Regions from separate parts of the Sus scrofa genome. Here region 2 is linked to region 1. Evidence: chromatin contacts called from public HiChIP or PLAC-seq data. All regions are on one chromosome and are shown on one strand. The core of a region is the stretch at or near the end of the contact, and the rest is flanking DNA. Distances in the headings are between cores, read along the strand shown. Region 1 holds the start of USP25 (ubiquitin carboxyl-terminal hydrolase 25). Region 2 overlaps USP25 (ubiquitin carboxyl-terminal hydrolase 25).

Region 1 (5,769 bases), core at 884-3,383:
CTTTATGCATACAGCGCTCAAGCAGACAGATCTGCTTATCTAATTCTATGCTAAAGAAGTATTTTAGTCCAAAATCAATGTAATAAATTCACAAACTTCTTGCTATTGTTCAAATTTAAGATACAAAAAATATGAGCTATATTTTCCACTATGAAACAAAAAGGCCTGAATATTCAACACCGAAGAGAACCATAAACAGAAACAACACCAAACCTCTTAAATATTGCTTAGTATATATATGACCAATAAGATCCTCCATTAAGTATTAACACTTTGTCATATTCTCAACATCGGGAAAACTAAAATTTAAGGCATTCAAAACAGAATAGAGGGGATTCGGAGACACTGTTCACGAAATTCACAGTAAATAAACTGCAGTCTGTAATAATCTGCTAAATTTACCAGTAACAGTTAACTAACACACAAGAGTTCCAAAGACAACTTTCCCAAAGTGCCTAAAATAACAATGCACTATCCTTGCTTTCCAAAATTCTTAAGCATCTTCAATTACCTCAAGTACTATCATGAAATTCTAAAAATAATCTCAAAGCAAAAATTCAGCAAGCTGTGAGTACACACAGTGTTCATTTTAGGACAGCAGGCTTTATTCTAAAATCAAGCACAGATAGGATATAGCTATGCCCCAACTACAACAGGGTGGGGCATCCACTCCTCTTCCAGAAAAACCAGATACAGGTTTTAGTAGCTACTCCCAGTAAACCCGGGTTACCCCCATAATTTCAAGTCGAGTAAAGCAATGTTTTCCTTTTGCCCAAAACGCTTTTCACACAAATGATCAAAAAAAAAAAAAATTAAGTCATAGCCAACTACTCTTCTGGATATGGTGCAAGCCATGATAGTGCATTTGAGATTCGGAAAGCAAAATCTGGGGGGGGGAAGCATCTCTCACTGCTTACTGTAGAAGATCTGAAGCTTCACAAACCCACATTTTTTTTTAACTTAAGTGAGTGACCATTTGAATGTGTTACAAGGTCAAACTTAGGGGACAAACGATTCCTGGACTAAACATGGCCAGTTTCTATATTCAGGGAGAAAAAAAGAAAAAAAGAAACATAACAAAACAAAGAAAAAGAAAAAGAAAAAAAGAAAAAAGGGAACGAACCAAACCCTCTACTTTTACATTGAATCCACCTGGTTAACGTACCTGCCCCGCCAGGCAGGCAATTCAATTCTGGTGGAGACCTTTTTGCAAAATAGCAGGCCTGGAATGCTCCTCCCTTGAAAATAAAAACTGTGTTCGGAAAGGGTGACAACCTGGCTATTTCTTCTTTTTTAAAGAGGAGGAAGATAAAGTTTAATTAAGAAGTCAGAGAGAGGAGTGTAGGAATGCGAGGTCGCTCTCAATAAACACCCGGCACCGTCTGTTACAGGAAAACAATCGGCGAGAAGGAACTGGAGTGAAACCCGCTAACTACACCTCGCTTTCCACACACAGCCCGGAACTGGGCGCTTCGCCCCCAAGAAGGGTAGGGCGGCGGGGAGCGGGGAGCGGGGGGGACGCCGGGGCAGCCGAGGCCGGGGCGGCGGCGAGGGAGACCGGGGAGCTCCCAGCCGAGGCGGGCCAGGCGGCACGTCGGAAGGAGGAGCCGGGCTGGGCCGCGCCGGCTCGCGGGCTCGCCTCACCTTCTGCGCCGCGCTCTGCTGCAGCACGTTCTGCTCCACGGTCATGGCCCCCGCGGCGCCGGCGGCGACACAGGCAACGGGGTCCGGCTCCTCGTGCCTCCGCCGGCCCTGGCAGCCGCGCTCCGCCGAGCTCCAGGGAGCGGCGCGGACGGCGGGGGAAAACAGCGCCCCCGCCAGCCAGGCGCGAAGGCGATGGCGGCCGGCGTGCGCGGGCACCGGGGGTGGCGGCGAGGTGCGGACAGGGAGGGCCACGGCGGCGGCCCCACGACTCCGCGCGGCCCGCCTTAGCGCGGCTCGTCGGCCCCGGCCCGGGCCATGAGCTGGCGGCCGACGCTGGGGCGCGGGAGGGCGCAAGCAAGCCCGGACGCGTCACGGGCGCGCGCGCGCGCGCTCCTTCACTGGCGGCTCGCGGGCCACTGCGGGGAAGGGAGAGGGGACAGAGGGAGCGGCCGGCCGGAATGGCGCTGTCCTCCTCCCTCCGCGACTCCTCCTCCCTTCCCCTCCCCCAGCCGCCGTCACCGCCCCCGCCCGGCAGCTCCTCCCCCGCCGAGCCCCGCCCGCCGGCCGCCCTAACCCTACATTGTGACCCACAGGGCGGCGGGCGGGGGCGGGGCCGCCCGGGAGCACGCCCCCATCACGCCGCTCCCGGGGCGGGGCGGGGAAACGCCACGCGGGCCGGGCCTCGGAGCTGCCCCTGCGGCAGGTTGCGCGACGCCTTCCCTTGACTCTGCAAAGCTTCCAGCCGAGGCCCGAGGGCAGCGTTCGTCTCTGTGCCCTGGGTTTGTCGGACTGCTGGGTTTCTGAACTCCTCCAGGACCAAACGTTTTCCTGCTAGCCCCGTAACGTCCCCCAAACGCCTTCTGTCCGGAATCCTGGCTCCTTTCTGTATCTCCAGTCTTCTCCCCAGGCCTTTCTAGGAATTTCACTAGCAGTAAACTTGCCCGTAGGGAAAAGTCAAGTGTAATTTAAGCAAAAGGCTGTCAGAAGTCTTTATGCTAGAATGTACATTTCTCCTTAAGTAATCATTATATAAATGAATATTGATATTCTTTGTCTACTTCTTTCATTCAATTATGTGCCAGTCACTGCTAGGCTCTGAGAAATAAGGTTCATTTTCCGATAATTTGATGTAAATGAAATATAGTCACTGTCTAGATGGTACATCATCTAATGTCCCAGTTGCCAAGCAAATTATCAATTAAACACCCTGCTTGGAATACCTGACTATATATGGAATTGTATGGAAAACCTACTGTTAAGAAAGCAATTTCTAGTCTCAAAAATATCTTGTTTCACTAGCTAATGTGGGGATAGGATATGAGGGTGCAGCAGTGGAAGGGAAAGAATAATCAGTGCATATTGTCACAAATATAATACACAAATATGCAAATGTAGGTATAATTTTTAATTTGAAAGAAAAGCAAGTTTGGCACATGATCACTGAAATATTATCTGGTTATATTTAATAATCATGGATCACAGTAACTCCTAAGCTTTTGTAATCAATCTCTACACTTTACAAACTGGCTTTACTCTGCACCTTAGATGTTTTCAACCACCTTTTGAGGTCTTTCCCTTGCATCTTCATGTTTATTTGCTCATTTGATCTTGACAGATTACAAATTTTATTTTATTGCTGTCTTACATTTCTGCCAGAAGAATTTGGAAAGTTGTGAAATGGCTGGAAACCCAGAATTTTAGGAATAATGTAACAGTTCTGACAGAATGAACAAAATTTTTATGAGAACACTGAGACCCAAAGAGGGTGACTTGTGAATGAATGCATACTAGAGTTCATTTTCTCCTCATTTATTGATGAATATTCTTTCCAACATATCAACTTTGCTTCTTTGTTTTATAGATTTTTAAAAATCTGATTCACAATATTTGAATGTAAGTTAAATTTAACATTAAAAAAAAACTAGTACTGTGGTTTAAAAAAGATATTGCCAGATACAAAAGTTAATTTTCTAAAATTTGGCAATGAATGTTCCTCTGAGTTAGATTTTTTTAGTTCCACACACAAAAAAATTATCTTACCAGTGATTATTGTATAGTTATCAAATAAAGCTCTTTATAGAGTAGTTTGTACTTGCCCACTTTGATCATTCATTCCTAGATTATTTGTGATGGTTTCCCAGTTTCTTTTTTTTAAAATCTTAATTATGGTTTTGTAGAACTTTGAGAAGTAAATTTCAAGTTCCCCTGTAGATTTGTTTGGTTTTGGGTGTTTTTTTTTTTTTTTTTAGGGGGGTTGTTTTGTTTGTTTGTTTAGAAAACATACAGCTGGAATAAATAGATGATGAAAATTTGAATATTTGAGATAAATGTGCACAAAAGACCCATTGCCAGATAGCACAATGTTAGTTTTGCTGTTCATGAGTTAGCCTTAATATGGATAGTTGTTGGAATTATGTATCCTCATTACATTATTTAATAATTTCTAAATTATTGCATTGCTCCAGATTGTTGACACTTAGTTAAACAGGTAAAGTGAAGGATTTCATATAAAATTAAATGTTTAATCTATTTTTCCATTTTGGATCAAAATGATGTTTCTAGCAATATTCAGTATTGTGTCTAATATATGAACCAAGGAAATTCATATTATTCTATCTTGACTTTATTTCTCTTTGTGTAGAAAGGGTTTGAAAATCTATTTCTGGACACCCAAAGTCTAATGTGTTACCAAATCACATTTGTAAGACAAGAAAAATGTGGAAACATTCAATTTACAGGGTAGATGTAAACAATTTCCACAACAAAAGAATGTTTTTTAAATGTTTCAGAGCAAATTGGAATTATGGGGTTTTTTTAGGTGTATGGACATTATGGCATAATTTTATTTCCACCAATAAGAGAACTATAAGCAATCATTCAAAGAGAAGGATTTCTATGATGTCACAAGCGCACCATTCAGTGATAGAGTGTTCAGAAATTGGAACCTGTAAGAGTACTTTCTGCCTTATACATGCACAATAAAATGCTTATTAAGTGGGCAACCACAAAGGAGAGAAAACAAATTTATTTATGCCTTTACAGTGCATGTCTAATTCCAGCTAATTCCAGTAGGACAGCTTTGTGGTCCTGGCAGCCATATTGTTTTATAAGATTAAAAAAAAAGAACAAAATCATTTCCAATCTCTTCCACCATCAGTGGTGCCTCACCCACTGAGAGTCTCCAGGTGTTGCTTCTTTGATCAGTGTATCAGTTTGCTAGGTCAGCCATAACAAAATACCACAGACTGAGTGGCTTAAACAACAAAATTTATTTTCTCACAGTTCTGGAGGCTGGCAGTCAAAGATCAAGGTACCAGCAGGGTTGGTTTTTCCTGCTGCCTCTCCCCTGGGCTTGCAGATGCCACCTCCTGATGCCTCCACAAATGTCTGCCTTCACCAGATTGGCCTACCCTGATTCGAGGTCCTACTCTGGTGTCTCTTCTTTTTACAAGGGACAGTCATAGGATGAGGGCCCCACTCCATCAGCTTTATTTTAACTTCATCACCTCCTTAAAGACCTTATCTCCCAGTAGGGTCACATTCTGAGGTGCTAGGGGTTGGGATTTCAACATATGAAATCTTAGGGGGACACAATTCAGCTCATAGCAGTCATATCTACTTTATATAATCCTATTTTTCATACCCATGTGCCATCAAATATCATTTTTCCTTCTCCATCCCATAACCTCTTGGATTAGCAGGAGATACATTAACACACATATATATCCTGCAAATATTAGCACTTCCAATGGGAATAGTTTTAAAAAATTGAAAACAGAATGTAGTCTAATGTGAACTATATCTTCCCAAGGTAGACTTTGAAAGCAAGGTCTGCTACAAAAAAAAAAAAAAAAAAAAAAAAAAAAAAAAACCCTACACTTTAGCAACTGAGAGCCAGCACAAAAGTGGACATTTCTTGAATGAATCACTTGTTCCTCTTACCTTGAACATGCCCAAAGGCATATACTCTGACGCTGAAAATGGCTTAGAGTCCTAGACCCTTTCTCATTTCTTCTCTCTCTTCCCCTCTATAGTGGTAGGCATAAATTTCCCTGAAATTATCCTATGACCTGTATGGGCATAAAAAAAAAAAAAAAAAAAAACCCATATCAGAAAGTAACTAAC
Region 2 (5,769 bases), core at 890-3,389, 90 kb before region 1:
ACTGGAAATAAAGTTATGAGACTCTCATTATTGTTTCTATTTTCAGTAGAAAACTATCTCATCTAATTACTCAGAGGTAGGGATAACTATATTATCCGTAATTATTAAAAACAAAACAAAACTGGAGACAACCTAAATATCTCTCAATTGGGAAATGGTCAAATTATAGTATAACCACACTATACTATTAAGATGTTAAAAACAATCAGGAAAAAAAACATCAAAGACTACAGAAAATTTAGTAAATTTAGAGTAGAGAAAGGCCTTTTTAAGCCTGATAGAAAATCCAATAACCATAAATTAAAAGATAAGACTACCTCCCCAAATTTAAGAAAATCTATATTATAAAAACAAAAATCAACATAAAGAAAGTCAAATGACAAACTGGAAAAATATTATTTGTGGCCTACACTACAACCAACAGGTTAATACCCATAGCATTAAAGTTACTATTAAGCAATAATATAAAGACAAAGGGCTCCATATAAAACCATAACTGTCACATATAAAAAATGCATAGAAAAATAGAATTTCACTCATAATTAATGAAATGCAACCAAAACACTGAAATACCATTTTCATTTCAACTGAAACTGCTACAGATTTAAAAGTACCTAGGGCTAGGGACAATACTGGGAAACAGGTTCTCTTACACACAATTAGTGAGAATATAAACTGGTTCAATGTTTGGGGGGGGAGATTTTTAAATAGTCAAAATTTAAAATATATAAACTTTGGATCGGAAAGGACATTTTTAATATATTCTACTCAAAAAGTAGGTTAATATGCATGTAGAAGGCCAGCACTATGGGTAGTGAATAACAATACAGAAATTAAATGAATTACATCTACTCCTGTATCGGGATACTAAATAACGGTTTATAATGCTAACAGCAAATACTAACAGGGACAAAAGGGAGGGAACAAACATTCCAAGCGAAATCTTACTTGATCCACAGTATTATAGGTTCAGAACCTTATGACATGAATGTCTCTCAAGTTCCTCTAACTTAAAATGGCCAAAAGGGGACTCATCGTATTCCTACTTCTTTCCACAAGGTGAAGGCCTGCTCGCCCACCAGTTTGCCCTTTTCCAAAGTGCATTCTATCTGTGTGGTTATTCACACCATTATGAAGAACTACAGGAACCTTCCCCAACCCCCTCTTGTCAATGACTCAAATCTGTCAGTTGTCTTCAAAGAATACAAGAAATTCATTTCTTTCCTCCCTCAATGCCACTACCTTGGTGCCAAAGCTACCTTCTTAGCTTTTCAGCCTTCTGAATATAATCTTATAAAACAAACACAACCTGCCCAGTCCAGTAGAAAATTATCCAACACCTAGCATAGCATTCAGGAAAAACTGTGTGCTTAACTAATCTTTACCAATGATTTCAAACATAAAAAATTCTCATATATGAAAAATACTACAGGAACTCTTCACAGTTACGAATGCTGTTAGTTGCCACCATACCCTATTTACTCCCTATTAAATCAGGACTGCTCTTTATTTGTGTCTTGTCTATAAAGCATCTAGCTGGTCTTCCAAAAATCTAGCAACTGATATTGTTTAGCACAATTCCAACATTTGTATAAAACAGTAACTCCTACATTTGTCTTTCTTCACAGATCAACAGACTTAGGATAAAACTGGGGAGGAATAATAGGGTATTACATTCTGACATGAAAGCAAAATTATGGTAAAATCTACCACAACATATTAATATTGATTCAATTTTTTTTCAAAAAGATTTTTGATAACAGTAAAGTAGGACGGAGATATAAAAGAGAGTTCCTTCGAAGAATCGAGAGACGGCAACTTAACAATAACATACAACACCCCCCAACCCCGCCCCAGAGCAATGTCCTTTTTTTTCTTATTTTGCTACATGTCAGACAAAACTTGTTACAGACAGGCACCGAGCTAAAAGATCATATTTGGAAATCTGCTAGAGCAGACTAAAGTTAAAATTCACATTTCCAATCCTTAACCTAATAAAAAAATTTTGAACACCTGAACTCACTGTGAAACTTCAAGGGAAGTACACAACTGGTAAATACAAAATGTGATCCTGTGTAATGTTTCGCCAATGGAGTACCTGTGAATACCAGTTTGATATAAATTTAGAGCAACAAACTAGAAAATTAGACCATCTGTTAGGTCATTAATCAGCTACGTAATCCAAGGAAAGTCTTTTGGTCTCTCTGAACCTGATATTAAAATCATAAAAATGAAAGCCAAACTGCTTGATCTTAAAGAAAACACTTTCTAGAAAAACAAAACAAAACAACTTTAAATATTTACATATGTGATTTCTCTTCTCAATGTTAACATTAATCGTATCCATTTCAGGTGAGAGAGTTATGCTATGAGAAGCTTCTTACCTCTGGTGTCATTTTCTATTTCTGTCCTCCAGCGATGTAAACAGCTTTCTAGCACAGAGAGTTCTTCTTCTGTTATATGCCTTGGTGCTGGATGCATGGGCAAGTCTGGAGGTATCCGAGACTGAGTGAATGGTTTATGTATTACTGATCTCGATGAAATGGCAGCTATCGATGCAGGCGATGTGCTTGGCAGCTCTGAAGAAGGAGCTCCCTGCTGATCTGTTGTGCTATTTTTTTTTAAAGCATAAAATATTTACTATTGAACCTTCCAAACTGAAGCTCAGGACAAAGACTATGTCAAACACAAGCATTAAACTGGCTTATAATTTCAAAAGGAAAAGGTTTTCTTAAAAAAAGAAATATGTAGGTTAATCTAATGTCCTAATGAAATTCTTAATATATGGAACTACATCTTTGTAAGAATAAAACTGAGGTTTTGAACTATGGTAGAAATGGTGTGATCGTATTTATGTAAATGAATCTTACATAAACCGGAACTATAAAAACCTTCCCTTCCTAATACTTCCTGCTCATGTTACAAAAAAAGTTTCTAACTAAACAGTAGTATTTTCACAGATAAAAGGTTGATGCATATAATATATGAAAACAACCTAAAGTATAAGTCTGATGAAAATTTCAACCTACAACTATAAAATGAATTGAAACAGCGAAATAAGAAAGCACGTGGGAGACATAATATCTTCTAAGTGAATCTAATCTTTTTAGAGTTCCCTGAAATAAATCAAAACATATATTTTATAAAGCCTTCTTTAAAGGTATTCATTACATTATTGTACAATACAGTAACATAGCTATGGCTTCTATGAAGAAAACTTTTTTACCTTGGTAACGTCTGTGATGGTATGGAACCACTAGATGGGGAACTAGCGTCAATATCATCAACAGGAGAAGTGCAAACGGGTTTACTTGAGGCAAATTCCAAGGCATACTGCAGAACATCTACCAAGGGGAATCGTTTGGGACCTGAACCATAGCTTAAATACCTGTTAACCATAAAATATATACATGCTTTCAATTATACATAAACCACATTTGTGTTTTTAATAATTATAAAACATGACAAAAACACTTCGATGCATCTTCCTCAACAATGAAAATAATTTTGCTTTATTCAAATAAAGATGGTAAAACTGAATATACACTCAAGAAATAAATGTTCTCCAAAGGAACAAAACTAAATATGATTAAGACAATGTGTGCATATACTGTTATAAATTCTAAATGCTGTTCTTAGGTTGTAACCCAAGGGTAAAACGAAAACTGACAGGTCCATCCCGTGAGACTGTTTTGATTTTGAGATCTGTCGTCTAGCCTCATGTCAAGATGATGACTAATGCTGTCCTCCTACCTTTTACCTCTAACTTTTTTTTCAATATGATGACTGATACTTTTTAAGAAATATCTGTAAAATTTTCAATAATTTTAATATTTTGCATTAAAAAGTTTAGGCTACTAATTTTCAAACATTAAGCAAGGAATACAGATTAAATCAGAGGTTGCAAACTAGGATCTTTCACACCACATTTCAGGCTGTAGACTTCTGTCTAAACTACAGAATATCTGATAGTCCAGATTCTGGACTTCTTTCAAAACAACTATATGCTCTGGACACCCGCGAGATGACATTCATGCATAGTACCCACCCCCTAGTGTGGATGGCAGCTACCCCCTCTCCACAGGGGTATGCTCTCTCCATTCCCTTTGCCCAAAAGCTTATGCCTAACTTGCTTTCCTTTTTTTTATAAATCCCCCAGGAGGCTCTTGTATGCATCTGAATTTATGTCTTTTGCTGTTAAGGAGAAAAACTCAAGTCACTATTCACTTCAATGGAAATCTGAAGAGTAATATTTAGTCTCGTGCAAGAAGAAACCTCAAACACAGATTAGTTTAACTTAACATCTATTTTCAGTACCTTGAGTGTTACCTGTTGACTGTGGGAATATTTAAACAATAATCATCTAATGCCAACTATGAATTACTTTAGTGGCTAATGAAACTCAAGCCTGAACTATTCAAGTAAAATATCAATGCAGAATGTTTATCTACTCCTAGAATTACAAATCATTCAAAACAAATTCAAAACTAAAGGTCTAGACAGTCACTAAGGATATGACTTCCTATAGTTAGCTCATAATTTCATAAAAGTTACAATACCTTTCTAGTCTTTGTTGTAATACTGTGAGGTAATCTTTTAGTCTTTTGATTTCTTCCCTCTTAATTCTTGTTATTTCTCTATTTCTATGCATGTATCTATCAGGAAAAAGAAAAACAGCAATTACTAGAATTTCTAAATATCATGGAAGCAGATATAAAACTGTCTTGCCATCACCAAAAAAGATCAACTCATTCAAAATTTTATAGTAAAACATCAGATAAACAATACAATTAGTCTTTTTACTTAACATTATTCCCGGCAACTATAGTTTTCAAAATAAAAAGAGAATTCTGTTTTCCTTGACAAATGGTGTAACATACATTACGCAAAAAGTAAAAATTAAATTGAAGAAAATCGAGCAAAAATTTTCTCTAAGTACAATAACTCTTCACTTGGATACTAAACTGTTTCAAAACTAAGTCAGGCCTTATACCAAACCATACCTGTCCAGATATAAAACTTGAGGAAATTCTAATTTGTTGTGAATTTTTTCCGGTCTTCCCAATGCCTGATTAAATTCAAATCTTGACAACTCAAATGTTAACACAGGCGGTAGTTCAGTAAACCAATGCTGAAGGAACACAATAACAAAAAAAGTTTACATCACCTTTCTGTTTTCTCCACTGCAATTTCAGGCACAGGATATTAGTCAGCAGTGGCATTTTTACATTACATTTACATTTTTACATTAATCATCACAATGCTAATGTCACAAGTAACTGACTGGGTATGCAATTTAGTATTAAAACTCAACTTCTTCCTAAAAATTTTTCACACCTTTGGAAAATTCCAATGAGGTTAATGCACAACCAGGATAGAGAAAATCTTCTAATGGCTTTCCTTCTTACATGGTAATATATATATATATATATATATATATATATATAATTATTATTTTTTTTTTTTTGGCTGTGCCTGCAGCATGTGAAAGTTCCCAGGCCAGGGATCAAACCTGAGCCACAGCAGGAATCCACGCTGCTACAGTGACAATGCTGGATCTTAACCCGCTGCATCACAAGGGAACTCCTCGCGACAATTTTTTACATAAGAATTTCTAACCCAATGAGAAAGACATTGAATAAAATCATGGTTTAGTAGCTCAATTCTTCTAACTTCTTCAATATTATATCACAATTACTATCAGGAATGGTACATATACTGAACATACTCAACCACATTATCAAAAACCTGTGACAAAGTAACATGTAA

What was found. HiChIP or PLAC-seq counts read pairs in DNA pulled down with a chosen protein or histone mark.
Region 2: a contact with region 1 is called in an H3K27ac HiChIP or PLAC-seq map of skeletal muscle. The contact joins the enhancer-like site here to the promoter of USP25 in region 1. A contact is called at or near these places in 1 of 5 promoter capture datasets (fetal liver), 8 of 47 Hi-C or Micro-C datasets (alveolar macrophages, embryonic fibroblasts, heart right ventricle and 2 more) and 2 of 2 datasets of contacts at active chromatin or transcription factors (alveolar macrophages and skeletal muscle).

What each region holds. Positions count from the first base shown.
Region 1 is chr13:180,567,383-180,573,151 of Sscrofa11.1, reverse strand. USP25 (ubiquitin carboxyl-terminal hydrolase 25) reads right to left here and starts at 2,133. Exons shown (of 24, transcript XM_021070825.1): 1 at 1,645-2,133. The coding sequence starts at 1,689.
Region 2 is chr13:180,657,716-180,663,484 of Sscrofa11.1, reverse strand. USP25 (ubiquitin carboxyl-terminal hydrolase 25) reads right to left here. Exons shown (of 24, transcript XM_021070825.1): 11 at 5,004-5,131; 12 at 4,560-4,655; 13 at 3,227-3,388; 14 at 2,385-2,611. Among named protein-coding and RNA genes, the nearest start is that of USP25, 90 kb to the right of the region's middle. Within about 2 kb of position 2,139, at least 5 of the 83 cell types and tissues checked have an H3K27ac peak or open chromatin away from gene starts, as enhancers often do. A contact at or near this core is called in skeletal muscle, where this site is marked.